Regions from separate parts of the Zea mays genome. Here regions 1 and 3 are each linked to region 2. A link is a contact called in public Hi-C data. All regions are on one chromosome and are shown on one strand. Each heading gives the region's core, a stretch centred on a gene start, on an enhancer-like site or on the middle of the called end of the contact. The rest is flanking DNA. Distances are from core to core; before and after follow the strand shown.

Region 1 (2,700 bases), core at 120-2,619, 340 kb after region 2:
ATATAAATATTTCTCTTAAGTAAAAGCGACAAAGAAAAAAGAACATACAACTTTCACTATGTAGCACTATTTTTAGCCAAGAAGCAGCTAAACCAGCCTAGCTCGGTCAATCTTTGGTTGCATATTAGTTTCCTCCACTCCATCTCATGTGCATCATGTTGTAACCTAGGTCTAGATCGCCAAACCCTTGTCCCGCCTGGGCCAAAAGCAGCCATTCATCCTATACCACCCAATCTAATCCGTCGGCTGCCAATCATTTCAGCATTTATAAAAAGAAAAAAAATTTGGTCGAGGAGGAAAATCCTAATTTATTCTTCTCTCCCTCTTGCCCATCTCTCTCACCCTCTCCACTCCCGCTCCCGTCCTCAGCGCCTTCGTCCCTTCCTCTGCCTTCCTCATCATCTTCAGTGAGACTGAGAGATCGTGGCAGAGTGTACTGGAACCACCTGTAGGGCCCATTGCCAATGTGTGTTCACCTGTGAGTGAGCATGCCGCTATCGTGCATGAGACCGGTGGTCGCGCTGCCTTTTCCATGGCTATCAATGGCTAGGTAAATCTTATTGTACCCCTTCCTTTCTCTGTGTGCTCGAATGGGCAGTTTGAGTTTTGAGGAATTGGGGGAAATAGGGCAAGGGTTCAATCTTCTCTTATTCCGCTTGTTTTCCTAATAAATGAATGTGTGTCTTTGAGGGGAGTGGGGTTGCTCGGGTTCATCCCTAAACCGAATATCGTGAACAGATAGGGTAAGGGTTCGAGCCTAAACTTGGCTTTGATGCCACGATTAGACTAATACGCCCTTGCTCCAAAATCCTAGCCCTAAATATGTGAGAACTCAGAGGTTATACTTTGTTGTTGGATGCCGATGCCAATTAGGGGTGATGAGAGTCGGCTCAACGATGGCGAGGTAGAGACGTCGACACTCTTTCCTTCACTAACTATGTAGAGATAGATCGAATCTCCAGTGTTGCGTTTGAAAGATAAGGTATGATGAACATTAGTTCTTATGCTGTCTTCAGTGGATATGGTAAAAGAGTGGGACACGGAACACTGTAGATGACACTGTTTACAGAGTGAAAGATTGAAATAGGGGATACGATAGAAAATGGAATACGAGATCTGCCGGAGATAGCCTTATGCTGGCCTGCTTCACTAATGACGACGTTCGCGTATAGGCTAGTTTTCGATCGGTGGCTGGCACTTGGCATGCCGTCGTTGAGCTAGCTTTCACGAATGGACGTGACACCTAACACACGGCCACACCTAACCAATCAGTGAGACACGAGCTCGTTTTTTTTTCCAAATGCGATGGTCCTTGCTCCCTGATGTGCACGGCTACGTGACCACGCACCACGTACGTGTAACTGCAGCTGCAGTTGCTGCATGCCCTGCCCCTGCCCCTGCCTCTCTGCATGCATGCATGCTATAGCTAGCCGTATATATATGAGGCGATCCATCCATCGGTGCGCATGGCATTGCATGGATCATACATGCATGCTGATATGATCATGCGTGCCGGCCTGCACTGGACCGCGCGTACGTATCCTTCTCGTCAATCAGAATTGATGCATGATGATGATGATTCATATATATATACACCCTGCTGGCAATCACTGCACACGATGCTTGCTATATATGGTATCATGCATGATTAGACAAGCAGATCCCCACCGACGACGACACAACAACGCACAGCGGCCAGTACTACACTACAGTGTGTGTCGTTTCGTTTTCTCGCCGACTGTACATGCGACTATGAACTCTGACCGATCGACAGGCATATGCATATATCATATCACACAGCTGTTACGTCATTGATTTGTTTCAATTATTAGATAGGAGTAGGTTTTTTTCATTAATTATGTATTCTTCTATCATATATACACACGTATATATAGCATCTATATACGGTGACATGCACGATATATACGACGCGTGTACACATACCTGGATTATTAATTAACTAATTAGGGTGTTAAAGGCCGGGAAAGAGTGCATGCGTAATGCATTTTCCTCAAACACGCGCGCATGCATGAGAAACACGTCCACGCTCTCCACTGACACTGCGTATGCAAGTAAAACTATATAATGTTGTTCAGTTTTAGGCCTTCGTTTATGCTGCTTTTTTCAGGCAACATGATATATTAGGCCAAAAACTCGAACTCAAAACCTGAATCTGCCTACAACTCAAAACCAAACGCTACTTTTGAAGAACCCCCTGCAGATCGATCCATATATGGTGGAACTGCATGCTCTGATCTCTCTGCGTGGATATATATAGAGAAATCTGGTATCTAATTTTACACTTTGAACTCGTAAATCTCTATCAAACGGACCCTAATTAATTTAGGTAGCTCTAGCTATAACCACCTTCGTGTCCATATAAAAATACGCGAAAAATAAGCTTTGCATCCTAACAACTAGCTAGCTAGCTAGGCATGTCGTGTCCTGCTCCTTCGTTTGTTTGTTTCCTGATGAATAGTGGCTTGTAATTTAACAGCCGTTGAGTCCAGATCTGCCGCGGACACTGGTTTATGTAGGCATTCAATTGCAATACATTACTATCTGGTTCATGTGTCCATGGTTGTCATATCATAATAATCTTTGCTTCAATCAGCACGTACGACAATCACACAGTCAAACCTCATCGACTGACTTTCTCTGTGATGAAATGAAATGCAGTTAGAGATTACCTGCCGAGGG
Region 2 (2,700 bases), core at 1-2,500:
AAATATTCTATCTAATTACTTCCATTTTCCTCCTTTTGCCCTCTTATTATATTTGAGGAACGTCGTGTTGTTTGTGGAATTTCTGAATATGACAAGGCTTTCCCATTTCAGGTCCATAAGCAAGGCAGCGCCCTCGGGAGATCGATCGATCTAACAAAGTTCGCTTGCTACGATGAGCTGATTGCCGAACTAGACCAGATGTTTGACTTCGATGGTGAGCTGAAGAGTCCTTGCAGGAACTGGTTGGTCGTCTACACTGACAACGAAGGCGACATGATGCTGGTCGGCGACGACCCCTGGAAGCAAGTGTCCTACCCACCTGAATATCCGTTCCGCCGCCTGCTGATCGAAAATGCAGTCACGATTAACCTTGGATTCCCTCTGTCTGCGCAGTGAGTTCTGTGACATGGTCCACAAGATCTTCATCTACACAAGGGAGGAAGTGGAGAGGATGAACCCAGGCGCCCTAAACGCGAGGCTCGAAGACTGCCTGTCTGACTCGCTGGGAAGAGGGCTGGCTTCCAAAGAGCCCCGGAGCGGCCCCTCGACTTCGGCTGTCGATTCTGAGAACCGCGCTAACTTGTCCAGTCAGTGAGGCAGCTTCAGCAGCAATGTCTAGCCTTGGCTGCACGGAAGAACTACTGACCCTAAGCTAATCTTGTGTGTGTTTCACTTCTTGCAGCCCTTTTGAAAGTGGTGAAGCAGACAAAAGGCCACGTGTCAGAGTGACCGGAAGAACGAGAAAGGGGTGTGTTTCAGTGGTGTGTAGTAGGTAGGTAATTTTGTGTGTATGCCTCCGGGTAAAAGCCCCGCGGTACCCAGTTTGTAGATGGTGCTTCTCCTGGTGCTAGTTTCCCGTCGTAAGCTGGATTTTTTTGGGGGGTGTGTGCCCTGCTCTGTGTGCTGACCCGCCTGGGGGTAAGTTGTAGCAGAGCAGGAGAAAGCAGGCAAGAAACCGCTGGTGCGCCTGCTTGGCCAATCCTTTTCCTTGCGGAGCGCTGTAAATAGCCTTGGATCTGAAGCGTAGTAATGTATTGTCATGGTACTCGAAGTCATGCTCCAGTTTGTGTTGGGTATGACCTGCAACTGTCGGTTCGATGGGTGCGGATGTCGAAGGGTTTGCATGGTTGAGAGGATCTGCAGCCATGGTAGTGAGCTTGATTTGCTGCTACACTGACGTGCAGGTGTGGTGGGCTGCTCTGTTCTGCTGCAGCACCAAACTCCTGTTCCGTGACAGAGGGGGAGGCCCCGCGCACGGCGCACGGGGCGTGCGTGACTGATGAGCGAGTGGCCCAGCCCGACCAGTGTTGAATGCTCCCTTCCCTCCCAGACCCAGATTTGCGGATGCAGCCGCACAAGATCCTACTCGTACGATGCCGCGCGGCGGGGGTGGGTAATGTGGATTGGAATGGATCTCCTTGTCTCGGCGCTGCCGGCCCTGCACGAGATACGGCCCCGCATAACGGCGTCCACCGAGCCCGACAGGATTTATGGCCGTGTCGCCCAGCAGCCCCGCCGGCCGGTTTAAGTTTGCCGTGTTTGCTTTCACTTTCCTAAACTTAATAGTTTGACAAACAAAAACTGACTAAAGAGCATTAAGTATTTGTATAAGCCAAGATTATCCCTATTTAATGCAGGTGGCCTATGAAAAGAACACAGACGCCAAAGTGGAGATGAATTAGGACTTTTAAAATTGCGCTAATCTAGACCACAAATAAATCTCTTAAACAAAAAATATGCAAATAACTAAACAAGAATGTGCAATTCAGGTTTTGTCTAAGTGTTGCTATCTCTATCGCTAAAAGAGTTATGTAACCAAAGTTCCAAACCTATATTCTAAACTAAGAATAATATAGATTGCAAATTAAGTAACTAATGTAAATGCGGAAGCTAAAAAGCAAAGATAGAGATTGCAAATTTCGATAGACGCACCGATATTTTTAACGAGAAATCCAGAACCGTGTAAGGTTCTGACTAATCCTCGTTGGTGCTCATGCACAAGGAAAGCCCACACGAGGGCCAAACATCCGGTCGAGTAACTCCGTAGAGAGCCGCATGCCTTCTCCACACGCAAGTGGTGCTCCGCTTCCGACCTCCTCTCGGACGCTACCTGCTGTCTTCACTATCGAGCTTTCGGCTGAAACGCCGCAGGCCTCGTTCCCTCTAGTACACGGTGGCAGCTATATCATAAACTAGGTTGGTGTGGTCTCGCAAGACTCTTGCCCCACTCAGTACACTTACAATGGTTCGCGCAAGAGCCTAGGGATTTGTGAGTTGTCTAACCTCACTCCCACAACTGGGAACAAATCTAGAGCAAGTGCATAAGCGGTCTAACTAACCTAAGCACTTCGCAAAGCACCCACGCTAATCACCGAGTGATTCTATTAAGCACTTGAGTGTTTGGAGTTATGGAAATGTGTATGACCTTGCTTGGTATGTTGCTTAGGCTCCCACACCTTCAAATGACTGGCTAGGGGTATTTATAGAGCCTCCATCCAAAACTAGCCGTTGGAGGAAAGCAGACTTTTGTGCGCCGCACCGAACCGCTTGTTTGGACCCTCCATGTCAGCTAGTCGTTGGTCGACTAATAGATTTTCTGCAACAGTGCAGAGGTCCAGTGCACCACCAGACCGGTCCGGATAGCTAGTTGTCCGAGAGTTGTTTGCAGAGCTCTCTGCGCTCTCGGTCCGGTGCACCACT
Region 3 (2,700 bases), core at 66-2,565, 270 kb after region 2:
TCTAAGTCATTGTAACTTCATCTATTTTCACTTATTTTAATTCTCCAACTTGATTCCTATTTATCTGAACTTAATTCCTGCACATACGCACTTAGCAAACATGCTAGTCCACATAGTGATATGTTGGTCATTGATCACCAAAACATTTATAGAAATGGCTCAAGACACATTGTTCCTTTCAATGAGTGTTGTCCTAGTTGTATATATCTTTTTCATTTCGTAAACTAAGAGGTAGTTTTCCCTATAAGGTATGTCGCCGGACAACAAGCATGAGCACACGCAATCGAATGTCGTCACGAACACGCCGAGGTGAAGGAACACTTGAAGAAGAAAATACCCAAGAAGGAAGTTACTAATAGACTTCTTCGCTAAGTCTACAATATTAATGTTGGTTTTCACTATAATAATAAAGTCTCTCGGTTTTGAATTATAATACACACACATAGATTGTACATTCCACTTGCACAGCATATGTGACTTAGACTGGTTATCATTATCATAATATTACGATATATGTATGAATATCATATATATCAATAAATAAAGATTGGTCGATGAGCAGTCAACCTTGATCGTGTACGTGTCATGGACGGACGGACGGAGGCACGGAGCTAGCAGCTACAAGGGAAAGCAAGCAAGGAATAATATTTGTGCATGCAGGCCCCAGTGGAGGGAGAGCAGTAGAGCTAGCACCGATGGATCGGGAGGGAAGCAGCTAGCTGAGGTGACAAGGCACGACGAGTGCTGGTACGGTGCGCGCGCGTCGCAGCAGTCACGCACGCACGCTGACATCCCAACCTTAATTTCGGTTCGGCCTTGCTTAGCATTTGGAGAGCGTTTGGCGCTGACATCTATAGCTTTTCTTATTAGGGGCTTTGAACGAATTAAAGCCGACCATTTCGCTTGAAAAAACTGTCATTTCCCTGGCTTTTTCTTAAGTTTGCAGAAGCATGTAAGACTATGTTCATTAGATTAGCTAGCTTAATATATATCAGCCTACCTTATATCTAATAAATTACAATTATATCATTCACAGAACAAATCCAGTTGCAGGTGTCCAAACGAGACGAGACGCCTACGCGGGCGGGACGGGAACTAACTAATAAAGCCAGCTCAGCTGACCGTAAACTAGTCAACGTCACACACGCGAGCGAGCGCTGGTGCATGTCATGGGCCATGGGATGACCTCAGCATGCATGTATGTATAATAATAATGCCCACAACAAGCAAGCATCAAAGTTAGGCACTGTGCGCCTCCTCCTCGCGGCCCATGACAGCTTACCTTCTCTCTACTCTACTCTACTCTAGCACACACAGACACAGGCCCGGGGAGACGATGATGACTAGTAGCCAGCAGAGAATCGAAGTGCAGTAGTAGTGTAATGTAGCTAGCGTGTATACAATACAATACGTGCCTGTCGTCTACCTTATATGAAAGGCACCTCGGGCATTTCAACCTTTTCCCTTCTCTCGCTCCCTGTCGCACCTTCGTCTCTCTCTCTCTCTCTCTCCCTCCTCCTCCTCCTCCTCCTCCTCCTCCTTGCTCTCTCTATGGTGTTGGCGGCCGCGGCGCGGCGCAGCACCACGGGAGGAGAGGAGGCATGAGAGGATGGTGACGTCGCTCCGTCCGCACCGCCACACCACCCATGGGCGCCGTCCGCCGCCGCCGTCGCCAGCGTTCGCCTCAGCCAACATCAGCTGCCGCCCGTCGTCGTCCTGACGCCCATGGCACAGGACCCCTCCCGCCCGCACCGGCACAGTAGTAAGGACACCGCCGCGCAGCAGCCCGAGCCCGAGCACCAGCACGAGCACGAGCAGCAGCCGCCAGCAGAGATACTGCACCAGCTCGCGCCGCAGGCGCAACCGCAACCGCCCCACGACGTCCATGAACCAGCAGCAGCGGCCAGCAGCAGCAGCAGCAGCGACGCCGGGTCCTCGTGGCTGCAGCTCGGAATCGGGGGCCCGTCCCCGTCCTCGCCGCCGCGCCGGAAACGGCCGAGGCGCGACGACGACGACGACGACGCGGGCCCTTCGACGGCGACGTCGTCCGTGCAGCCCGCTGCCGCGCCGCCTCCTCAGCTCCCGCCGCAGCTACTGCTGTCTCTGCAGCCAGCAGGGCGCCCGTCGTCGTCCTCGTCCTCGGCGCCGGCGCCGGCGCCGGCGCGGGCAGTGGCGCCGCCGCCCCCCGCGCACGAGGCCGGCACGTGGTTCCTGCTCCGGGCGGCCCCGAACCAGTGAGTAGTAGGACGACGGACGTGTCGGCGTCCCGCCACCGACTTTGTTGTTTGTTTCTGGGCAATGTGGGTGGGTAGCTCACGCCGTTGTTGCCGCGCGCTCTCGATCGTCTTCGCGTCCGTGCAGGAGGAGGGAGGAGCCGCCGTTGCCGCACATCCCCAGGAGCTACTTGAGGGTTAGGTCAGTACCTTCCTGGCTCCCTCCCTCCATCCATCCACGTACTACCATTAATTCCCTCCGTGTGTTATTAGCTATAATTATTACATTCTGATTATACTTCCTCTCTCTGGTTAATCTATACAATGCATGCATGCATGGTGTTTGATCATGCATTCATGCGTGCCACGCACATTGATGCTGCCGGCGGCCGGCGGGCAACAGAGACGGGAGGATGATGACAGTTAGAGTAGTGATGAGGTACCTGGTTAACAAGCTGGGCCTTGACGATGATTCACAGGTACGTAT

The links. Hi-C and Micro-C count contacts between places; a contact is called where the count stands out from the background.
Region 1: a Hi-C map of leaf shows a contact between it and region 2, with 2.5 times the contacts expected there. The contact joins two enhancer-like sites. A contact is called at or near these places in 4 of 25 Hi-C or Micro-C datasets (ear, leaf and tassel).
Region 3: a contact with region 2 is called in a Hi-C map of ear, with 2.9 times the contacts expected there. The contact joins the promoter of LOC103642312 here to the enhancer-like site in region 2. A contact is called at or near these places in 6 of 25 Hi-C or Micro-C datasets (ear, leaf and tassel).

What each region holds. Positions count from the first base shown.
Region 1 is chr10:14,023,767-14,026,466 of Zm-B73-REFERENCE-NAM-5.0, forward strand. It overlaps LOC103642312 (protein LAX PANICLE 2), which reads left to right. Exons shown (of 4, transcript XM_008665620.4): 4 at 2,680-2,700. Among protein-coding and RNA genes, the nearest start is that of LOC109943159, 62 kb to the right of the region's middle. Within about 2 kb of position 1,370, at least 9 of the 20 cell types and tissues checked have an H3K27ac peak or open chromatin away from gene starts, as enhancers often do. A contact at or near this core is called in leaf, where this site is marked.
Region 2 is chr10:13,678,906-13,681,605 of Zm-B73-REFERENCE-NAM-5.0, forward strand. It overlaps LOC100383196, which reads left to right. Exons shown (of 14, transcript NM_001175858.1): 13 at 112-302; 14 at 394-1,044. The coding sequence ends at 595. Among protein-coding and RNA genes, the nearest start is that of LOC100383196, 6.3 kb to the left of the region's middle. Within about 2 kb of position 1,251, at least 19 of the 20 cell types and tissues checked have an H3K27ac peak or open chromatin away from gene starts, as enhancers often do. A contact at or near this core is called in ear, leaf and tassel, where this site is marked.
Region 3 is chr10:13,951,219-13,953,918 of Zm-B73-REFERENCE-NAM-5.0, forward strand. LOC103642312 (protein LAX PANICLE 2) reads left to right here and starts at 1,316. Exons shown (of 4, transcript XM_008665620.4): 1 at 1,316-2,234; 2 at 2,362-2,415; 3 at 2,617-2,692. The coding sequence starts at 1,726.